2 separate regions of the Solanum lycopersicum genome follow, and region 2 is linked to region 1. Evidence: chromatin contacts called from public HiChIP or PLAC-seq data. All regions are on one chromosome and are shown on one strand. Each heading gives the region's core, a stretch centred on a gene start, on an enhancer-like site or on the middle of the called end of the contact. The rest is flanking DNA. Distances are from core to core; before and after follow the strand shown.

Region 1 (4,376 bases), core at 1,587-4,086:
GGGTATAAGAGGTCCACAAGTCAAGCTGTCTCCTGCATGGAAGCTGTTTTTGCTCAAAAAATATTTATGTGGTCAGGGTCCACCAAAATTAAACTATATATTATAAGGATTTTAAAGAATAATTTTACATCAACATCTTATTTTATTTTTTTAAATTTCTTCTGACTAATTGATTTTCTTTAAGAGAATTTTGGTTGATGTTTACTTTTATGAGTTATGTGTAGTGGTGGGGGTAGGTGCATTAATCAATATGTTTGTTTTTCTTTGACCTTTCTTATCACAAACAACAAAAATTCAAAAATAATATCATTAGTATAAATAATTTTTAAAACTATTATAAATTATCTATTTTATGGTTATGATCAACTTCTTAGACTCTAAATCGTTTTTCCAGGGGATTCAAAATATATTTGTGCATTAAAAATACTTTATATATGATGTAATTTTTTTATTATGATGGGTTTGGGTAAAACACCTTACCCTCTTCTAGGTGTGCCTTTGCTTTCATTTATTATTTTTATATACACTATTAACTACTTATTTTATAAGATCTATGAATATATATCAATTAATATGGTATGGTGATTAACTATTTATATTGATCATTATTTTTTGAAAGGACTGCAAAATTTAAAAATGAGCATCCTATAAATACCAAGTAATTTAAGTTTATTAAAATAGAATTAAAGGCAAATAAATTAAATCCGATCACTTTTTTTTGCTGCCTAGAATCTGGCGATACCAACAACCAAAGTACGTAATCATACGGATTAAAGTAAAATAATTCATTAATATCAAATTTTGAAAATAGAAGACTAGAAAAAACAAAAAGTGAAAGTCCACACTTCCGCGCAAGAAGTTATTTATAGAACAAAATCTCTTATATAATATTACAAAAATGTTAGTCTAGATTCTTAAAATGTCTATTTTAGATTACACTTGAGTTAGTATGATCACGTGGTCACAAAATCGTCACAAATTTTTGAGATTGATAGTTGATAATTTCGTCATTATCATGTTTTGTGCATCGGATATAGTAGAGAGTTCACGTCTAAAAATATTGCTTCTTCATATTAAATTAGATGTCATTTATAAATATTTTATTATTATTGAAGAGAAACTCTTTGACTTTGAAATTTATTAAGATTCAAATTTAGACTAAACTCATTCGATCTCCTCTCTTTTTTTCTATCATGACTTCATCCATCGAGATCAACATTAGTTTTACAAGGGCTAAAAATTTACCCCATCTATTATGAAAATTATTTGTTTCTCCTTGTATATTTTCTTTTCAAGAGTACAAAAAATCATAGAGTTTGGTTTAACTTTGATGAGTCAAACGGTGAAGTCCTTTTAGAATTATTTTTTTAATCAATAATAAACCATGATAAGGTTAATGACTTTTATATATTTCTTCCAATTTATATCACTTGGCTGATGTTGATATAGTACATTTCTTAACAAAATTTTCACTAAGTGAGTACTTTATTAAATTAACTTTATTATAATGTTTTGGAGCTCTAATCTGGCTATTACCATTTTATGTAGTTATTTAAAACTAAAAGTCTAGGGAAAAAAAGAGAGAATTAAAATATTGAATAAGTAAAATGAAATCCTTTTTTTAATAAAAGGATAAAAATAAAATGAAACGAATAATAATAAGACAAAATACTTTATACAACAAATTGAAATACATGATAAATTTAAGATGTATTTTTGAAAAGGATGAAACAACATCTTCGATATAGGGTTTGAATTTTTGTTTTTTCTACTTATTTGACTACTATTGCCCTTAACATTAATTTTTGTGTTCAAAATGTCTCTCCCTCCATGTTCTATTCACTCCAATAGTCTTTTACGATAACAAAAAGTAAAATAAATATACGCCCCTTATTTTAACAAAATTATGAGATGATATATCTGAATTTTAATTAAATAAATAGTAATGATTCATTGGTCCACATTAATGTTAGACTCAACTCATCCAAATTAGTCGGAATTTCGTACTTCTGTCGGATCCTCCCTATCTCCTGATCGAGCTTGTGTAGGTAGATGTTACCTGGTAGGGCCGATAGTAATACACCTAACTCAATGAAGGCGACTGCCAGCACTGACTCAGACACACACGTGGGCGGTTGGAGGACAAATAAGATTGAACGAAGGGTAAAAGTAATAGTGTTTTTAACTAGAAAATAAATGTTAATGATTGTTGAAGTCCAATAAATAAAGGATAAGGATTGAAATCACTTATTTTTAAGGTAAAATCACCATTTATTCCTTATAAGTTTATAATTAGAGAAATCATTCAAACTGATACAATTTTATAATTGCTGATACATTAATCTGATATTCGAGATACATTAATCATTAAGTAAGATAAATTACATTTTATATAGGATAAACTAATTTGATGTACATTTTATACATGATACACTATTCTGATGAAGTGATACCTTAATCTAATACATGAGATACATTAATATGATGCGCTGATACATTAATCTGATGCGCAAAAATAAGGAATTTTGGAGATTTGTAAAACTAATAAGAAATAATGGTAATAGGAGAATTTAAAATATGGGATTTCTTTCATTTTTCCTAAATAAAATGAAGAACAAATTTAAATCATTATCAATATATATTCTTAGATGCTTTTTTTTTTTTTACCTGTTTTCATAAAAATAAAAATTATATAGTAATAAATGTATGAGTAAAATATGTGGTAATTTCATATGGTGTATATAGTAATTATTATGAGTAGGTAATTTATCTTTAGTGTTATGATGATATAGGAAGAGTTGACGTATAGATGTTGGTTTACCTTCAATGTTTTCTTTGAAACTTCCACGAAATTTAACAACTCATTTTGCCTCCTCCTTCTACACATTGAGTTCATACTCATACTTCTCTCTTCACGTCATTTTCATATTGATAATAAATAATTAGAAAAAATAATTTTTATTAATATCAAAGTGCTAAGTACAAAACTAAATGGGACAGATCACCCGTTTCTAAAAAGAAAAAAAAAGTATCAAACATATCTATAAATTCGGCGTGAATTATTTATTTTATTTTAAATTATTGAAATTTTTAAAACGTCTTTTTATTTGATTAACTAAATTTAAATACATCATTGATCTTGTAATATGAGCCAAATACACTCTTCAATTCTCGCCAAGTTTAGATATGTTTTCAGCACTTTTCTCAATTTTTTTTATTAAGAGCCTCATGATGCTACAAAAAACTGAGATCACTTGTCATGTCATATGACAGATCGGGGTGCATCTAAGTTTAGATAGTCAATAGAGGAGTACTTTTAAGACTATCAATATTTTAGAATGAAATTAATAATTTATGTTTTCAATACTTCTCTCACAAAGAAATACATACTCGAGACTTAACAAAGGGGCTTCACTACACTTTTTTAATTTTAATTTTTTAAAGTATTACCCCTAGACGGATAGTCTAGCGGACTTTTATTAAAAAATAAAAATATCAATAAGGATAAGTACAAGCAAGGAGATTTTTAGGTATAATGTCTTATTTCTTGTGAAATTACTTTTATTTGTGAAATGAACAATTTTCCCTTCCTCTTGGTGTTTTCATACTTAACTTGTGTTGCGGGAACAGTTAGTATGGGTCCTAAAGCGATCGGGTGATATTTTAGTGTTTTTGAGCCTTTTAATTGAATTATATTGATATAGTTGACCTTGATCAACATTTTGAGATTCAAGCATCGAAGGATATTTTCGTTAGTTTCATTGCATATGGAACATTTTGTTAAAGCTAGTAGGGTGGTGGACAAAGTTTCAAGGCCTTAAGTTGAGTTTTGGGTGTTATAGGCAGGATGTTGAGCTTTTAGCCTAAAGAGAGGTTCGGGAGGATTATTTCTATCAATTGATCTTTTTGCAAAAATCTAACAATTTCATTATGTCTGAATTGTCGAATTTAGTGGGATTACGAGTGTGTTTGGTATGAAGAAAAACATTTTCTGGAAAATGTTTTCCAATTTTCTCATGTTTGGTTGGGACAAAAGTTTTGAAAAATGTTTTCCAAATCAACTCATTTTCCTCAAAATTAAGGAAAACGACTTCCCTTCAAAAATTATGGAAAACATTTTCCAAATTCTCCTCCAATTTCAAATTACATTTTTTTTGGGAAAACAAACATTAATTTTTTTAAAAATATTTTCAATTTCAAAATTTTATTTTTTCACCCGATATCTGACCACCCTCCCCCCTGCCCCCCCCCCCCGTCCCCCCTGCCCCAACACCACCCCCTCCCCAAAAAATTAATTTTGCTTTTTAAAAATATTTTCAACTCCAAATTTTTATTTTTAAGCTCCTACCTCCCCCCACCCCCGGCCAGCCCCCTAC
Region 2 (4,910 bases), core at 1,982-4,481, 140 kb before region 1:
AACGGAGAAAATATTATTTTTTCTTTGATTAGTAAAAAAATGACAAGTAAAACTTAGACAAAGAGAGTATATATTTAAGGACTATGTTTTTACCCCGTCTTTTACAATGAGTTATTGAAAATGTAAGTTCATTAAAGCTTCATTTATGTCTCATAAATTAAGGTTAAATTATTCTCATTCAAAACAGGAGGAACAGTTAAATGAAAGGCACAAACATGATGACAAACTAATATATACACTAAAATAAATAAAAATTTATATTTATTTCCGACACTCTTCACCTAGGAAAATTAAAGGGAGTACTATATTAATTCAAACATAAAGGTGGGGGCTATTTTTTTCTCTAGCTTTTTGTTTTGTGCATTCCATATATATATAACATTTATTTACACCATTAATTCGAAATTATGTTGTATAGAGGGAGCCCATTGAAAAGGCAAATTTTTTCAAGACAAACTTACCTAAATTTCAATAGTTCCGGAAATGATTACTTGTATACATTTTAGTTTATAATGATATCATGTATGTTATCAGATTTTGATGCTTTTAGATATTTACAATTAAAATTAGATATAATTTGTTCTAGATATATTGTATCCAAGTGAATTCGAATGTATCTGAATACATAACAAATTCAGTTCGCCTCCCTTCATTTTGTTCACCACTCATTTATGTATTTAGGATACATAAAAAATCTCACTCACCTCTCTCTCAAACTTAGTGTATATAAATGTATTTTTCAGAATATATGATATAAAACTTTCAATTAATGATTAAAATACGTAATATTTTTAAAGTATAGATAATAATAATTATTATTATAATAATAATAATAATAATAATAATAATAATAATAATAAATGCTAATAGAGTATGTCTAATTATGCAGTTTTTTTTCTTTTTAAATTAAAAAATTATCTTATTATACGGCTTAAACCCAAAACTTCTTATTGAGACTTAATTGTCCGACAATAATTTATGGTTTTTTGACTTAATCATCCTACAAAAATTATCGACAAACTAATTTGAATTCTTATCAGGTAAACTCTCCTAGTCATTCATCACCTCTTGATATTATATTACGTTGGACTCATGTGCTAAAGAAACCTAAGTTAAGGACTTATAGGAAGCAAATATAAGAAAGATTGAAATGAAAAAAAAATAATATAAAATTGATGGCTTGGCCTAACATGTGTCAGTGTAACTACCACAAAGCACTAGTGTGGTTCTTCATTCATTGCCCTTAACAACAGACAGCTCTTGCTAATAAATATATGGGCCTTTTTCTTTTCCAATTTTAGTGTATTTCTTCATTGATTTGAGGTGTCCTTGATTGGTTGATCTTGTTAGATTGTCTATTCGCTGTTCCAATCACTTAACATATTATATTGATAATGTATTTATAAAACACATCTAGACATGGTATATATGTGTATATTTATGTCATCCAACCTTATTATAAATCAAGCAATCAATAATTTTTAGGCCTACACAATGATGGATCCAATGTCTTTGAATATGTTAAAACTGTTATGAAATCAAAAGTAATAATGAATCCAGTTTCTAACTCACAAATTACAACGTCCACTAGGTTCAAACTATAATTTTACTATCTAGAACAAATGTAGTTTATATTCACTACATTGGATTGAATATCGTTCGTCGAAAAAATTATATCGTATATATATAAGTAAAATAAATAAAGTATATTCTGATCATCTTTGACACAACAATATAATGTAGTCCAATAGTACAGACATCTTTAAAGTGCAAATACAAGCAAACTTAAAGTGTTTGTAGTAACACGATCTGTAGATTTTGAAAATTAAAATAACTGTATAAATATAGGAGTTCTATTTAAACTTTAACTGGTAACCAGCTGTGAGGAGAGGTGAATAGATTAGGAATGTTTTGTTGTTAGGTGTTCAAAGCTGTAATTCTCGTTTTATTATCAATGGTAATGTTCACAGTTGTTTTAAAAAAAAAAAAAAGAAGCAGACTCACTTTTACATCTGAATACGTCTCTGGCACTGAATATGTAAAAATATGTCAAATTCTTAATTTTGTAAAAAATTTAAATATTGAATTCTAACACTTTTCTTGTTTTTTATTGGAAGAAAATTATGATATTTTCTTGTGGTGAAAGGGAGAGTGGGTAGGAGGTGTTGAGAGAGTTGTTGAAATGTGAATATAAATTAATATCTCAACTTCTCAAAGTGCATAAACTCTTAACCGACACAGAGTCAACGTATGTGTCAGCCTTTTCCCACCAAATGCAAACCCTTCCTCTGAAACTTTTTTTATTATATAGAAAAAATGAATTAAGATTATAAAATTAAAAGTTTTTTAACTTTTTAAAACAATACATTATTAATTATAGAGTCGATTAAAGTTCAAATTGATTAGAGAATCAACGCGTAGTTTACTTATACTATGGATTTGAGTTATCTTTCTTTTTCATATAAATTAATATTTGAGTTAGAATTAGATTTAGATATCATTTTTTTACCTAAATATTGCATGAATATTAACATTTATATTTTATTTTTTATAATTTAAATTGTAAAGGATTATGTTGAATTATGTCCTTATTAGTTTAATACCATAGTGTTTGATCGGCAAATTACATTATATCGAAATTTTCTTATCTTTACTCTAGTAAGGTAAATTAAGAATGTTCAAATAACAGATCCTTTAAATACAAAAAATAAATATGATTCTATTTAGATTATCAATTTGGGCAGAATTCAGCTAACTCATTAATTTTCTTTTTTTTTTAAAAAAATTTGATCTCGATGACTAATAATAATATGCTCAATATATATATAATTCCCTGAGTAAAATGTAGACATATTTTCATTCAATATCAAATAATTATATTGAATTCTAATATAAATTTGGATCGAAAAGTTTCACATTAAGGTAAAACTAATCCTTAATAAAGATGATTTTGTATTCAAAAACATTTAAATTAATGACATTTAATTAAGAATAAAAGGTTAATTATCATTTTATCTTAACTCCTATTATAAATAAAAAAAATTATTCTCAATAAACTCTAGATAAACAAGTAAAACATTTGAAGCGAACTAATTTAAAAGTTAAAAAGATATTCTTTGTTTGAAAATAACTTGAGCATAATTTTAGTTGTACTTAGGAAGAGAGAGAGTAGACAAGTTGTCTGATAGTTTCCGTGAGTGGATATTTTCCCACTTGCTCTTATTATTATATTATTTGAAATAACTATATGTCGTACGTTGGATACTATCAAATCTTTATTTGTCTTCTTGCTGCCTTTACACAAACCCCCTTTTTCTTCTTTTTATTTACATTCGAACCTTTGTAATTTATTGGTTATTCCAAAGTTTTCAACTTTAAATTTGTTGATGCAAACTCTTTTCAACGTATAGTACTGTTACTTAATCTATTTTAATTCATATGATACATTCTTTCTTTCTTTTTTTTTTTTTGAAAAACTACATAAATTGATACATTTTAATAAATAATTAATAATTTTAGCGATATTTTTTATTTATTATCATTTATAGTAATTATGTAAAATCTGCAATATGAAATAAAGATGAATTATGTATGCAATATATATGAATTATAATAGTTTTTTGAAATATTGTCACGACCCAAAATCACGAGTCGTGATGGCACCTATATTCCCAAACAATAGGTAAGCCAACCAACATATTTTAACAAACATAACTAACAAGATGTGAAAAGACAACAATTTCCAAATCTCCAACACTGAGTTCTTATAAGTACCAATGCGGAAAACTGAAAAAAAAATACTACCCAAGAAATGGTGTCATGAGTACAAGAGCTTCTAAAATACGATGCAAGTCTGAAACTAAAAAGGCAAATCTAACATAAGGGATATTCTGTCTGAATACTGAATAACAGAATAAGTAAAAGATAGAGGGAGGTGTGGGCCACGGAACAGCAAAGCAGCTCACCACAACTCCAAGACACTACAAATTCGGACTCAAACTGCTCCTCGAGATATGCTCCTACTTGGAATCGAATCTGCACCACAAAGAGTGCAACAAGTGTAGTATGAGTACGAAACCACGTGTACTCAGTATGTCTCATTGACCGACCCCCGAAGAAGTAGTGACGGGAGTTATATAAGAAAATAAATTCTTAGATTGTACAAGTATATATATATATATATATATATATTACACTTACTATTTAAGTTTCATCAATAAAGGAAATCAACATTTAATATTTTCCAAACACCAAACGAAACATATGGTCATCAAGAATGAATGATGGGATGAAATGCAATGCAATATGATGTCATGCAATGATATGTCTCAGAATACCCAGTACTCACTCAACCGTATATACATGATACTCCTCGGAAATACATCGAGAGTTCATGACCCATGGGGGACTCGCGAGGTCCATATACCGACACGGACGATCTCCACATGTCTGTGCGGACGATCTCAACGCACTATCATAATATTAAACAATTTTCGCACGGATAGTCTCCACGTGCCCAAATTACAATCTTAAAATCTCACCATCCCCAGCACGGACGATCTCCACGTGCCCAACTTATACTCAGTCTCATCTCTATGCATGTGCACAATATTGTTTCAATAGAGGGAATGATGATGCATCTCAATCAATCAATATGAATATAATACATAACCACCTCAATTATCTCAACTATACGGGTGAAATAAATAAAACACAATCACACAAGGAATTCAAGTCAATAACATATCAGCTAATGCCCATATGCTTTGGCATTCTCAAATTTCACTCCACATTTTATAATAGTACTTTTCCTTTTTATAACACCGGTACTCGTACCAATGTCCGTCACACCATTGATACGAGACCACCATCTTTGCCCCTTACCCCTTGTTTATTTTCATTTTTTAATC

What was found. HiChIP or PLAC-seq counts read pairs in DNA pulled down with a chosen protein or histone mark.
Region 2: a contact with region 1 is called in an RNA polymerase II HiChIP or PLAC-seq map of leaf, with 2.7 times the contacts expected there. The contact joins two enhancer-like sites. A contact is called at or near these places in 1 of 8 Hi-C or Micro-C datasets (leaf mesophyll) and 1 of 1 datasets of contacts at active chromatin or transcription factors (leaf).

Annotation. Positions count from the first base shown.
Region 1 is chr10:10,435,646-10,440,021 of SLM_r2.1, reverse strand. No RefSeq gene overlaps it. Among protein-coding and RNA genes, the nearest start is that of LOC101267454, 4.2 kb to the left of the region's middle. Within about 2 kb of position 2,836, at least 2 of the 2 cell types and tissues checked have open chromatin away from gene starts, as enhancers often do. A contact at or near this core is called in leaf, where this site is marked.
Region 2 is chr10:10,578,977-10,583,886 of SLM_r2.1, reverse strand. No RefSeq gene overlaps it. Among protein-coding and RNA genes, the nearest start is that of LOC138338701, 4.5 kb to the right of the region's middle. Within about 2 kb of position 3,231, at least 2 of the 2 cell types and tissues checked have open chromatin away from gene starts, as enhancers often do. A contact at or near this core is called in leaf, where this site is marked.